2 separate regions of the Arachis hypogaea genome follow, and region 2 is linked to region 1. Evidence: chromatin contacts called from public Hi-C data. All regions are on one chromosome and are shown on one strand. The core of a region is the stretch at or near the end of the contact, and the rest is flanking DNA. Distances in the headings are between cores, read along the strand shown.

The links. A called contact is a pair of places that touch in the nucleus more often than the background predicts.
Region 2: a contact with region 1 is called in a Hi-C map of leaf, with 3 times the contacts expected there. The contact joins the promoter of LOC112766973 here to the enhancer-like site in region 1. A contact is called at or near these places in 4 of 8 Hi-C or Micro-C datasets (leaf and an unstated tissue).

The regions. Positions count from the first base shown.
Region 1 is chr17:127,457,235-127,462,963 of arahy.Tifrunner.gnm2.J5K5, reverse strand. No RefSeq gene overlaps it. Among protein-coding and RNA genes, the nearest start is that of LOC112764909, 13 kb to the right of the region's middle. Within about 2 kb of position 3,258, at least 1 of the 3 cell types and tissues checked has open chromatin away from gene starts, as enhancers often do.
Region 2 is chr17:127,506,664-127,512,807 of arahy.Tifrunner.gnm2.J5K5, reverse strand. LOC112766973 (oxysterol-binding protein-related protein 1C) reads right to left here and starts at 1,805. Exons shown (of 10, transcript XM_025812861.3): 1 at 566-1,805; 2 at 99-455. The coding sequence starts at 1,141.

The sequences.
Region 1 (5,729 bases), core at 2,009-4,508:
CTTCGTCATCCATTAAATTCTTCTATTTTTTAATCATTTTTTTATCAAAAAAATTTAAATATAAATGTGATATTCTTTCTCTTTCTAGCATTTAGGGAAAAAAATTAAATATATTAGATTCGAAAAACCGTTTTCTAAAAAATAGAAAAATAACATTATAAAAAGCTAATTAAATTATTTTATTAATTAAATTTAAAAATTGAGTGAAGGATAAAATTTTAAAGAATGAGTATTATTTCTCTAATATCACATTTAATTCTAAATAAATAATAATTAAAGTATAAATACATATTATATTAAGCAGTCAAATATATTAAATTATTGTTAACTATAATCTTCATATAAAAATATTTTTAAATGAGTAATATTTGTACCGACATTGATATTGATGTATGTAATATAGATATATACACATGCGAGTATTGACATATCATATATCCTTTTCAAGGAAATAAGGATGATATTTCCTTAATGGAATTCATTTCATCATATTTAATGCATGACTAAATTTTACCAATATATATAGAATAGAGATAGGGTAAAAGAAGCCACGGCATATAATACAGAGTGGGTTTGTGTCTTGTTCCGATCTCTCTCACAAGAAGCCTCACTAGTTTCATGTGACATAATGGTCCAAAATGGTGCAATGCTGCTAATGCCTCTCATCACCCTCCATCTTCCACATATAAATATATATACACCTTAGGGATGGTCGAGTGGTCAGTTCACTCGTCCGCTCGAGTAAGTGTCGAGGATTTAAATCTCCCCTTGTGTATGCAGTAACTCATTGGCCAGTAGCAGATCCTTAAATGAAGCTCAAATTCGCAACGAATCAGTTCTTGACTTCTCGAGTTAGAGATACCATAGACAAAAAAAAAAAAAATATCCACTTTATTTATTACTTAATTATTTTATCACATTAACAAATGGATCTACATATGTACACTAATAAGCTTAATCATTAATAAGCAATAATGTTGAATTTGTTGATCATCATATATTCATATATTAATATTCACATATGTTTTTTAAAAATGGGTGTTTAAGTGATTATATATGGCATTATTAAAAAAAAAGGTCTAACTTAGGTTAGTCAATAATAATTAGTTAACTCGTTCGTTTAATTAAGTGTTAGAAATTCAAATTTTAACTTGTGCGTGTAATAATTTATGAGAAATGCTAGTTGTTTTTTAACTTTTAGTTTTTAGTCAATTTTTAAAAAAAATTATTATTATTTAATTAATTTAAATACCTATTTTTAGGTATTAGTTGTTTAAAAAATTAGGAGAGTTACTTATTTTTTAATCTCTTTTTTTCTGAAGGTTGAATAAAAAATAATATTTAAAAAATATATTTAGTTGCACTGTATATTAACCAATAACAAATATTTAAATAAAATTTTGATCTGTGATGGATAAATTTTTAATCTGTTAAATTAAACTAAGAAATAATATGAGATTAAAAAAAAAAACGTAACTGTAATGACATCCCAAAATTTCCACCACTCTAGACTTTAAAGTTATCACATTTTCATTTGTCGTTGCTTAATTGGGAGAATGACAAGTTTAAAACCAAAGAAGATATACTAAAGAAAGAAAGAAATAAATAAAGTAAAGAAAGTGGGTTGACAAAACAGCCATTACCACTTCTCATGCGTATTTATTTATTTATTTATCTTTTGGCTACTGTTGTTTTGGCAAGGGCTAATCAAATCAATGATTGTGAACACCCTTTTTTTTATGATTATTTCACTTTAATGATTCAGTTAGTCATATCTACTTCGATAATGGCAAGATAATCATGTGTTTCTATTGTACAAGATTGAGAATATATACGGAAAGAGCTTTAGTAATCATATATTCAAACCATGCTTAAGATCTTAATAAAAGCTACTCTAATTAATTAAATAATACTTTCTCATTGGTTCAATTAGTTCAACACTCATTCTCACTCAACAATATAAAATATCTGTAATGTTAGAAAAACAAAAAACAAAAATCAAAATTTATCTTATTTAATATTTATTAATTATTATAATTAATAAATATTAAATAAGATAAATTTTGATTATTTTTTGTTAATTTTTTTTTTGTTATTAAACAGTTTTGGTAAAATATATACTATAAGAAAAGGAGTTTGAAAATTTTGTGTGATGATTAAACATCAATTTTAATATATTCTTGATCATTTTACAAACTAACATTTTTGTTTTATATGATTAAATGAGCCAAATTTAGACAAAAAAAATAGCCAAATTAATTATGTTTAAGTAATGATATTAATTAGAAAAAAAATTCACATATAATTTTTTTGTATGAAGTTAATAGTTATAAATTATTAAATAATAATTTAATTAAATATGTCAAATTATTTAATAATTTTTAATTTTATATAAAGATAAATGATGTAAAGTTTTATCTATGGAAAAGTATATGGAACCAAAATGTGACCAGCCAAAAAGTAAATAAAACCGTTTAATTAAAATCACTTTTTGAATAATATGTTTGAAAACCGCTCTTGAGATCACGGAGCACAAACCAAAACCCGATTTTTCATGGAACCCAAACACATTTTGGCTGATTTTTGGCTGATATGCTTTTGGTTCTCTAGTTGTTCTCTTTATCTATTAAAGATCTGCTTAGGAAGTTTTAAAAGTAACTTTTTTGAACTTTTGACTTATGAAAAGTAGTAGTATTAATGTCTGGTGCAATTTTTAAAACTAAATTGTAACTTTCTAAAAAGCTATTTAAGAGTTTATAAAAAAGTTAAAAAAATTGATTTTTTTTATAATACTACTACTTTTATCACATTTTTTTTTTAAAATAAGCACTTTTAAAACTAAAAATCTAAATACAAAATAATTTATTTATAAATTATTTTTAATATAATCATTTATTATTTAAGCTATTTTTTCAAAAGAAGTTTAATTAAGCTGTTTATCTAAACTGAGCCTAAATAGTTCAAATGAAAATCTTTGTAGAAAAAAAAAAAAAGGAAGAAAAGATGACAAAGCTAAAGCATGAATGGGAAATGGAGTATAGCATCTTGAATAAACAAGGACATAAGGTTAATGATAAGTGTAATAGTGAATGTACTATGCATGGTGTCTTATTCGGCCTCCAACTCCAACTTTCTTACCATATAAAATATAAATAAATATTGTTTTTATTGTTGTGTTGAAGTCACAAGTAATTAACTTAGGCCCACCAAAGGCCTGCTCCCCCATGTGATCATAGCAAAGGATCTTTGACTAATCTTCTTTTGTGTTTCTTTTTCCATTAATCATAAGTAATTATGGAACATAACATAACATACACTGCAGGCCCTGTCTCATGATCTGAATTCTCAGGCATATCCCATTCTCTCTTTTGTGTTGTGTTTGTCTTTGACTCAGATGCTTCTTAATTAACCTATTTAATAATTTCTTTCACTTTAATTCTTTCACATTTTCACCCGCCATTTTTTATTTGTCGTCACTTCCCAATTTTCATTGGAAGCAGACGTGTAAATTGTACCTTGTGCAATGCAAGATCAGAGTCGTACTATTATTTGTACATAATAATAATAATACTTTTATATTATAATAATACTTTTATATTTCCAGTGTTACAGTTGTTTTAACCGTTGATCTGAATTATAAAAAATATATATAATATATATTAATTGAAATCAACGGTTAAAACAACTGAAACACTGGTATTTTTCGGTACATTTAAAATTTTTTCTATATTTATATACATATATTAAATTTGCCTTAGAAGGAATATGTGAAATGTTATTAAGAATGGATTACAAAATGGAAAAAGAAAACTTTTAATTTTTTCCCTCATGTTTATATAGTGCCATATTTTTAAAATACATATGCATCAACATTCAAATATAACATTTTTTTTATTAATGTATGCTTTTACAAAAAAATTATTGCATAATTTTCAAATAAAATATTTTGAAAAATTTAAATCACTAACAATTCAATCATAAAAAAATAAAACTAATTCGATATTAATCAATGATGGGGTAAATTTGATAAAATATCCAAAATATTCATTCAGCTGTCTATTTTGAATAGTTTTATTGAACTAACTTAATTTTTTATAGATATAAAGTTATTTTTTTTCATAGTTAAAATTAGTAGTGCTCAAATCTTTTATGATAAAAAAATTATAATTTACTCTCAACAAAATGAGATAAAAAAATTGTGTACAGAAAGATAAGTATTGAAAAGGTAAAAATAGCAAAGTTTTTGTTTTTTCGATGTGTCTATGTTATAAAATAATTTTGTGTAAATGACTAAAATAGTACATAAAAACTCTATGTCGCTAATAAAAATAATTCTAAAAAATATAAAAGACAAATAAATTTTTGAAAAATAAAAAAATGTGATGAAAAAATATTTTTCTTTTTAGTAGCAAATATATTTTGTACAAACGACTTACACATTTTTGTAGAACATTTGAATACTTATTTAAAAGGAGCATGCAAAAAATTAGAGAAAAATTCAACCACTAGACCACATTTTTATTTTTTAAAATTTTTTCAATCATTAAAAAGAATCACGAAAACAATTTATTTTGTATAAATTTTAAACATTTTAAGAATAAAAATATTATTTTTTAATCATATTTACAAAAAATTATATCAAAATTAAATATCTAAAACTATTTTTGAGAATATATATGGTTATTTTATTTTTTTTTTAATTTTAAAAAAAATTATTTATCTTCGTATCTTTCAGCGGACTAGTGAGCTAACCACTAGACCAACCCAACTTGGTTTACCCAACAACTTTTAAACCAAATACAAATATTACTATTAGGTGCAAAATATGGACATAAATATAACATCTCATGTTTAAATATATGTACAATAAAAATGAATCTCTTCAATTTGGTTCCAAATATAAACATACTCAAATGATTGTGACATCCACTAACTTTATTAACGATTGTCTTCAAATATTAGGCGTTATTATTAGCCTTAACTATGAAAGAAAATTTTCCAAAACATGAGAACATGCAAGCAGTTTGAAATTCAGTGGTACGGTTGGCAATTCATATCCTACCTGCGGATATCTAATCAGTCCAATCCATTCGGATAGAGTAGGCTACTTGACCCGCTGCGGGTAGGATAGGGTACGGTCCAGGTATGCTTGTGAGTAAGGTAGGATACGGGTTTAGGGTGTACCCTACCCTACCCTACCCGCACATCATATATAACACATATTTTATAAAAATCAGGTATATAATGAAGGAAGTGAGAATTGAACCCACAACCTTCCTTATGTAATGACTTACAATAAGTGAACAACCACTAAAATTAATTAGTTAATTTAGTAATTTAGAGTATTAATTTTTTATTTTTTATGTTATTAATATGTATAAAATTTGAAATGATTGAATTTTATATTTACTTTGAAAAAATTTGATATTTCTGCGGGTAGAATAGGATAGGGTAGAGTTTAGAATTTTAGGATGCAGGTAGAGTTAGGGTTGAGAGATTCTCAACCCGCAAATAAAATAGGGTAGAGTTTTAATAAAATTTTCAACCTGCAGATAGGGTTATACCCTAGCAATTGCCAGCCCTATTAAGTGGTGTGAAATTACTTTGACAACTGTTTCTTAACTCATTCACTCACATGATGATGATGATGATGATGATGATTGCTGAAAACGTCATCAACAGCATAGTACTATCCATGGACACTTTACTTGTGAATATAGCACCAACCT
Region 2 (6,144 bases), core at 556-3,055, 51 kb before region 1:
AATGAAATCTAAATGAAAAAGGAGAACACCAAATTCGATTGGCATCATTCATTCATCAAGTGCTGTGCATTTCTACTCTTTTTGATTGGACGGTGTACCTCTAAGTGGCGCAATGTGTCAATGAGCATTGACTGCTTCTGCTTGAGGAGCTTAAGCTGGTTCTGCAGCGCCGCAAACTCTGTCCTCATGATCTGCTCGCTATCCTGAATGGCAGCCTCACTCACCCGTTCTTCTAGAAGCCTCTGCCTCAGCTTCTCCGTCGAGACGCTCACATTGTCCACGGGCGCCATCAGCTCGCTGTTCGAAATCCTTGGGAACATGTCCTTCACCGCTTGCAGCGCCTCCATCCACACCGTCCGATCCTCCCTCGTCTCTGCCCTCAGGTGCATCCTCTTCGTTCCCGTGAACACCGAAAACCTCTTATCATCGGATTTGCTCTCTCGAATCGTCGAAACCTACACGCAAAGAAATTCACACAGAGAGATAATAATTAAAAAATAAAAATAAAACAGAGAGAATGAAAATTCAGTATGAAACCTAAACTAGAGTGAAAAATCGGAAAAACCTTGAGGTGGATTTCACCGAAGGGCTTTCGACGGTGGTGTTGGGATTGGGAATTGCGGTTGCGAGAGATCCTGCGCATGGATTCCTCGCCGATGACCTTGGAGCCCTTCTCGGTCTCGGGATTCACGACGATCTTATCAGGACCGTGAATCTTGTAGTAGGAGAGAACGCCGTCTTGGAGCACGAACCACCGTGGCCTCCATCCTTTGCCATAATTCACCCACTTGTACAGTATTCCCGAGATTCCATTTCCGACGAGGTCGTTGATCTTCACATCAACCACCACCGGCGGCGGCGGTTGCTCCCGCTGCTGTTGTTGCTGGCTCCCCCGCCCGTGGTCTCCGTTGTTGTTATTATTGTTGTTGTTGTTGTGGTTGTTGTTGCTGCTGCTGCTGCCACCGCCGGCGGAGTGGTTGCTGCCGTAACTGTGGCTGTGACTGTGGCGTGGGGCTGAATCGGATCTGACGGCGGCGGAGGGGAGAGGAGGCATGGTGAAGTCCGCGAAGTGAGCCGCGGGCGTAGGTTTTACCGGAGAAGACTGGTCGGAGACGGCGGATACGCAGCAAAAAGGATGCATGTGTGCGTGAGATTTTTTTTAAAGCGGCGTTAGTGCGAAGGGGAATCGTTGAGTTGGATGGCGGCGCAGCCGGTTACGGCGGAGGTTGAAATATGCTTCATGCTAGAGAGAGCGGTCAGTATCAGAGAGGAAAGCACACGCGATACGGAAGATATGAGAAGTTTTATCCGAGGCGGAATTCGCGTGAGATAAAAACGGTTACGACTCAGCAGAAGAAGATTTTAAGTAAATAGATAATAAATAAATAATATATATAATTATACACATTTATTTTTCATTTATGAAATTAAATATTAATATTGAATGTTATGGTTAATACTTAATAGTAATTAATTAAGAGAATTAGAAAAGAGAGGGTGTGATTTGGATAATTGGTTGTTGTATTTGAGAAAGAAAGGAATCAGGGAAGGGGGAGAGGTTTTTTTTTTTTTCCGGTGCAATGAGGTGGCAGTGTGGAACAAGTAACAGGAAAAAGGAAGAGAGAGAAAGAAAAGTGAAGTGTGGAAGGAAACAAAGGAAGAAAGTAGAAAACCGAAGGGGTTGGAATTAGATGCCACTCTTGTTGTTCTTCTTCTTCTGTAATTATAGTTACGAGGGGGAAGGTTGGGGTGAGAATTATGATGACGATTGACTCGTCGCACGAACCTTGTTGTTGTGTTTGTTTGTTCTCTATAGTATCTGTGCCCAAATTTGAGGGGGAAAGGGCCGGGGAAGAGATTATGATTGTGTACGGCGAGGGTGCAGGGTGAAAGTGAGAGCAGGATCAATCACTCAATCAGAGCGTGACACGTGGGGTGTAACTGTGGGGACATGTGGAAGCTGCTGAAAGGGGAGGACTTGCTGGTTTTGTGGGGAATCAAAATCCAGTTTAAGATTGTGGGAGTTAGGGTCAGCTATTCCGGAGGAGCTCGTTGTTTGTTTTAAACTTGATTTTTTTTTTTTTTTTTTGGTGACTGAAATAAATTAAACAAAGAAAAACAAAAGAAACAAAACAAGGAACTGCTTAAATAGAGGGACAGTCCCGTTTAAGACTACTCTTAAACTCCTCCCAAGGTGAAAGAAGTTCCACATGCGAAAGTTGTAACTTCATCGCCATCTTTGCCATAGTATCTGCCACCGTGTTTGCATCTCTCATAATCAAACGAAAGTCAACACGCCAATTCCAATGCATGATATCTCTTATTTTGAGCACCAGTGGATCAATAAACCCAAAACCATCTTGAGTAACAAGATTAAATGCTTCCACACAATCTGTCTCACAAATAATATCTCGTTGACCCACATCCCAAGCTAAGAGATATCCTCTCCAAATAGCAAACAATTCTCCTTGAAGAATACTATTACTCTCAATCATTCCCAAACACCCCCTTTGCCAGCTCCCATTACAATCTCTAATAACACAAGCAAAACCAACACTATCACCCGAACCAAAATAACTAGCATCACAATTAATCTTAAAAGTACCAATGGATGGGGGATTCCAAAAACCATTTAGAGTAGAGGGAAGGGACATACGTTGTAATTCAAAAATATTTCTAAGCTCCTTTTCTGAAGTTAATGCCAGACAAATGACTTTTTCCGGAGGCCAAGTTTCGTGGGGATTAAAGATGTCATTATTCCTTGCTCGCCATATCCACCAAAGTCCCGAAAAGAACTTGAACGGGTGCTCTCTGCTATGATACAAGAACCAGTTCTTCAAATCCAAAGGATGACAAGGAATATCCAACCTTTGCCAGACAAGCTGAGCTTTTGGACAATCTCGAATACAATGTATAACCGATTCCTGGCTAGAAAGACATCTTGGACACCTATCCGATGACGACATCCCTCTTCTAAAGCGAAAACTTGCAGTAGGAAGAGCCTCCTTAAGACACAACCAAGCCAAAAACTTATGCTTTTCCGGAACAAGCTGACGCCAAAGCCAAAGCCAATTCTCCCTCTCCTCCCAACCAAACAGCTGCTTACACAACCACAAGTAACCATTGCGTGAGTCATAGACTTTGGCAGCAGACCCACTCCAATACCAACCCACTTCCGGACCTGCTTGTTCATCTTGATTTGACTCGTTTTATTAAACAGTTAGATTTAATTTTTTTTTATAAAATTTATTAGTTAAAAAAAGCTCATAGATTTAAAAGAATTTAATTTTGATGTATTACTGTATATAGTCTTGTAATCGTATTTATTTTGTAGAATAACTATTTAGTATTTATGTAGTCAATATAAAATATAGTTATTTTTGTTGATGTGGTGTTAAAATTAAATTCTTAACAAAATTTACAAAATTTATTAGATTGACTTATTAAAATATTTTTTTGTAAAAATTAAATTATTCTTAATTTGGACTTTTAACTATTTACTTGTATTTATGGCTTATTTGGATGAGCTTTTAAAAAAAATCTTTTTTTTAGTTATCTTTTTTTAAAAATTTTATGAAAAAGTACAAGTAATTTTATGTTTAAATATCTCATGTAAAGAGATCTTTTTATCTATCAATTATGTTCGAGTATAAAAGTACTTTTTTTTATTTATTTATTATATGAAAAATATCTTTTTTTTCTTTAAAGAAAAAAGACCCCACTACGAATACCATGAGAAATCTTGCCAAATTTCACTCATTATCCTAAATTCAAAAACTTTCATTCAATTATTTCACATCAAATTTCAAATTTCAAATTCCCCAATTTTAAATTTTAAATTTTCAAAAAAATTCAATTAATTATTTAAAAAAAAATAACCATCCAATTTTTAATTTACCAAACTATTTCACTCAAATACCCTCTTCTTTTTTAACTGGTCATCCCCACCTTCATCAATAATCATCCCACTTCACCTTCGCTACTTGGCTTGCCACGCCACTCGCCCTTAGTAAAAATAACCATCTACATAAGAATAAAAATAATCATCCGTTTACCTAAAGAATTGAACATCCAACCTATTTTAATTATATATAACTAAACTCAATCCAGTCAAAACAATAATCTGCGTAAAAATTAAAATAACCATCCGCATACTTACTAAAATTGACCATTAAAATAGAAGAAGAAGGAGATGAATAAATAGAAGAAGCAATTATGATCATTTAACAATTTAATTTTTATTAAAAAAATAAAAATATATATATAATTTGCCACGTGAATTTATGATTTGATGTAACTATAAAATGAAAAATAAAAAGAAGGAAAAAAAAAGCTTGAACAGATTAGTAGAAGACGACGACGGTAGATGTGACTTGTGAGGGGCGTCCAATGATCTCACCTTCAATGACTGACTGACGAAGGAGGTAGGAGTCAGGCAGATGCGCACCCGGTGAAGGTTACTGCGTGGAGACAGGCCGACGAAGGAGGTTGGGTGCTACAGTTCTGATGGCTTTAGGTCACGCGACGGTGGATGTTGAGCAGCGACCGTGCACCGGTTTGGCAATGAGAGAGAATGGATAGGGAGAGAGAGAAAGTGAGGGAGACCGGTTGACTAGTTAAGATTGTAAATTTTTTATTTAAATAAAATATTTATAATTCGTAAATATAATTATAATATATAAATAAATTATAATTTAAAAATTATAAATTATAAATTTCAGAATATTTTTAATGTCAATTTAAATTTTTTAAATTTATTATTTTAAATTATAATTTACAAAATAAAATTTTTAAATAGATTGATAAATTTATCGAATTTTTAGATAAAAAAAAGCTAAGTTTGAGTTTGAAAAAAACTTATTAAAAATAATAAATTTAGACTTAAGTCATTTTCGTTCATAAAAAATATTTAAATTATCTATTTACAATAAAAATCAGACTCATCTAAAATAAAATTGGACTCAACTCCACTCAGCTCATTTTCAACCCCAGTAAAAATGGGATCGCTAATTTGACTTTTGGAGGATATAGGCAGAAAAGAAGAGAACTCAACCCAAACCCCAAATCTAACCTGATTAATTAGCAGCCATAATATGCAAACCAAACAAGGAATATTTTTATTTTCCATATTTGACTCTTTTTTCAAATCTTTACATTGCTGACAGCTCCCCTCGTTAAAGATGTATAAAATGAAAGAATTTTATTGACAAAACAAATTCTTGTACGTTTATTGTTGTTGAAAAGTTTAAATCGTCTTTTTTGTTTTGCTATTTTTAATAAATATTCTTAGAATTATTATTAATAAGATCTAATTTTTGGTGATATTTATCTTGGTACAATGTTAAATTTTTACATATCGATAGGATAAAAAATATGATCACATAAAAATATGACATGTGAATTATATTATTTACATTAGTTTTTAATTTTTTTTTTAAATATATTATATGATTATTAATATTAAAATATTTTTATAATTTACTAAAAAAGACAAAATATCCTTCTATTTATTTTAACAAAAAGAAAATTAACAATCTTTATTTTTGTCTTTGACAATCATATCATTTTAAATTTATCACTTATCAAAATCAATTATCTTTAATTTTTGAATTTTAAATTAAACTTCAAATAATTAAAAAAAATACAAATCTAAAAAAAAAATTGCTGTTAATCTTCTTTCCCTTTCTCCTTCTTAGGGAAGAAGATGAAGAACATTCGGTACTTTTTTTTAAGACTATTTGGAATCTGAAATTCAAAATTAAAATTGAATTTCGATATTTGATAAATTTAAAAGGATATTGTTTATCAAAAATAAAAATAAAAGAGTTTAAATATTTTTATTAAAATAAATAAAAAACATTTTTGTCTTTTTTATTAATTAAAAAATATTAATATAAATAATAATATAATATATTTTTATAAAAGATAAATATTAACATAGACAATATAATTCACATATTATATTTTTATTGTACCGATATAAATTTATATTTTTACCAAATTTGGTACATTGTTACATATTACACAACTATCTAATAACATTCTCTCATTTACTTTACCATAGAATGATGGTTCATGGTTATGAAAGTCAATGTTGGGCAATATACAAGGCAAGTTTTAATTAAACAATAATGTAAAAGAATT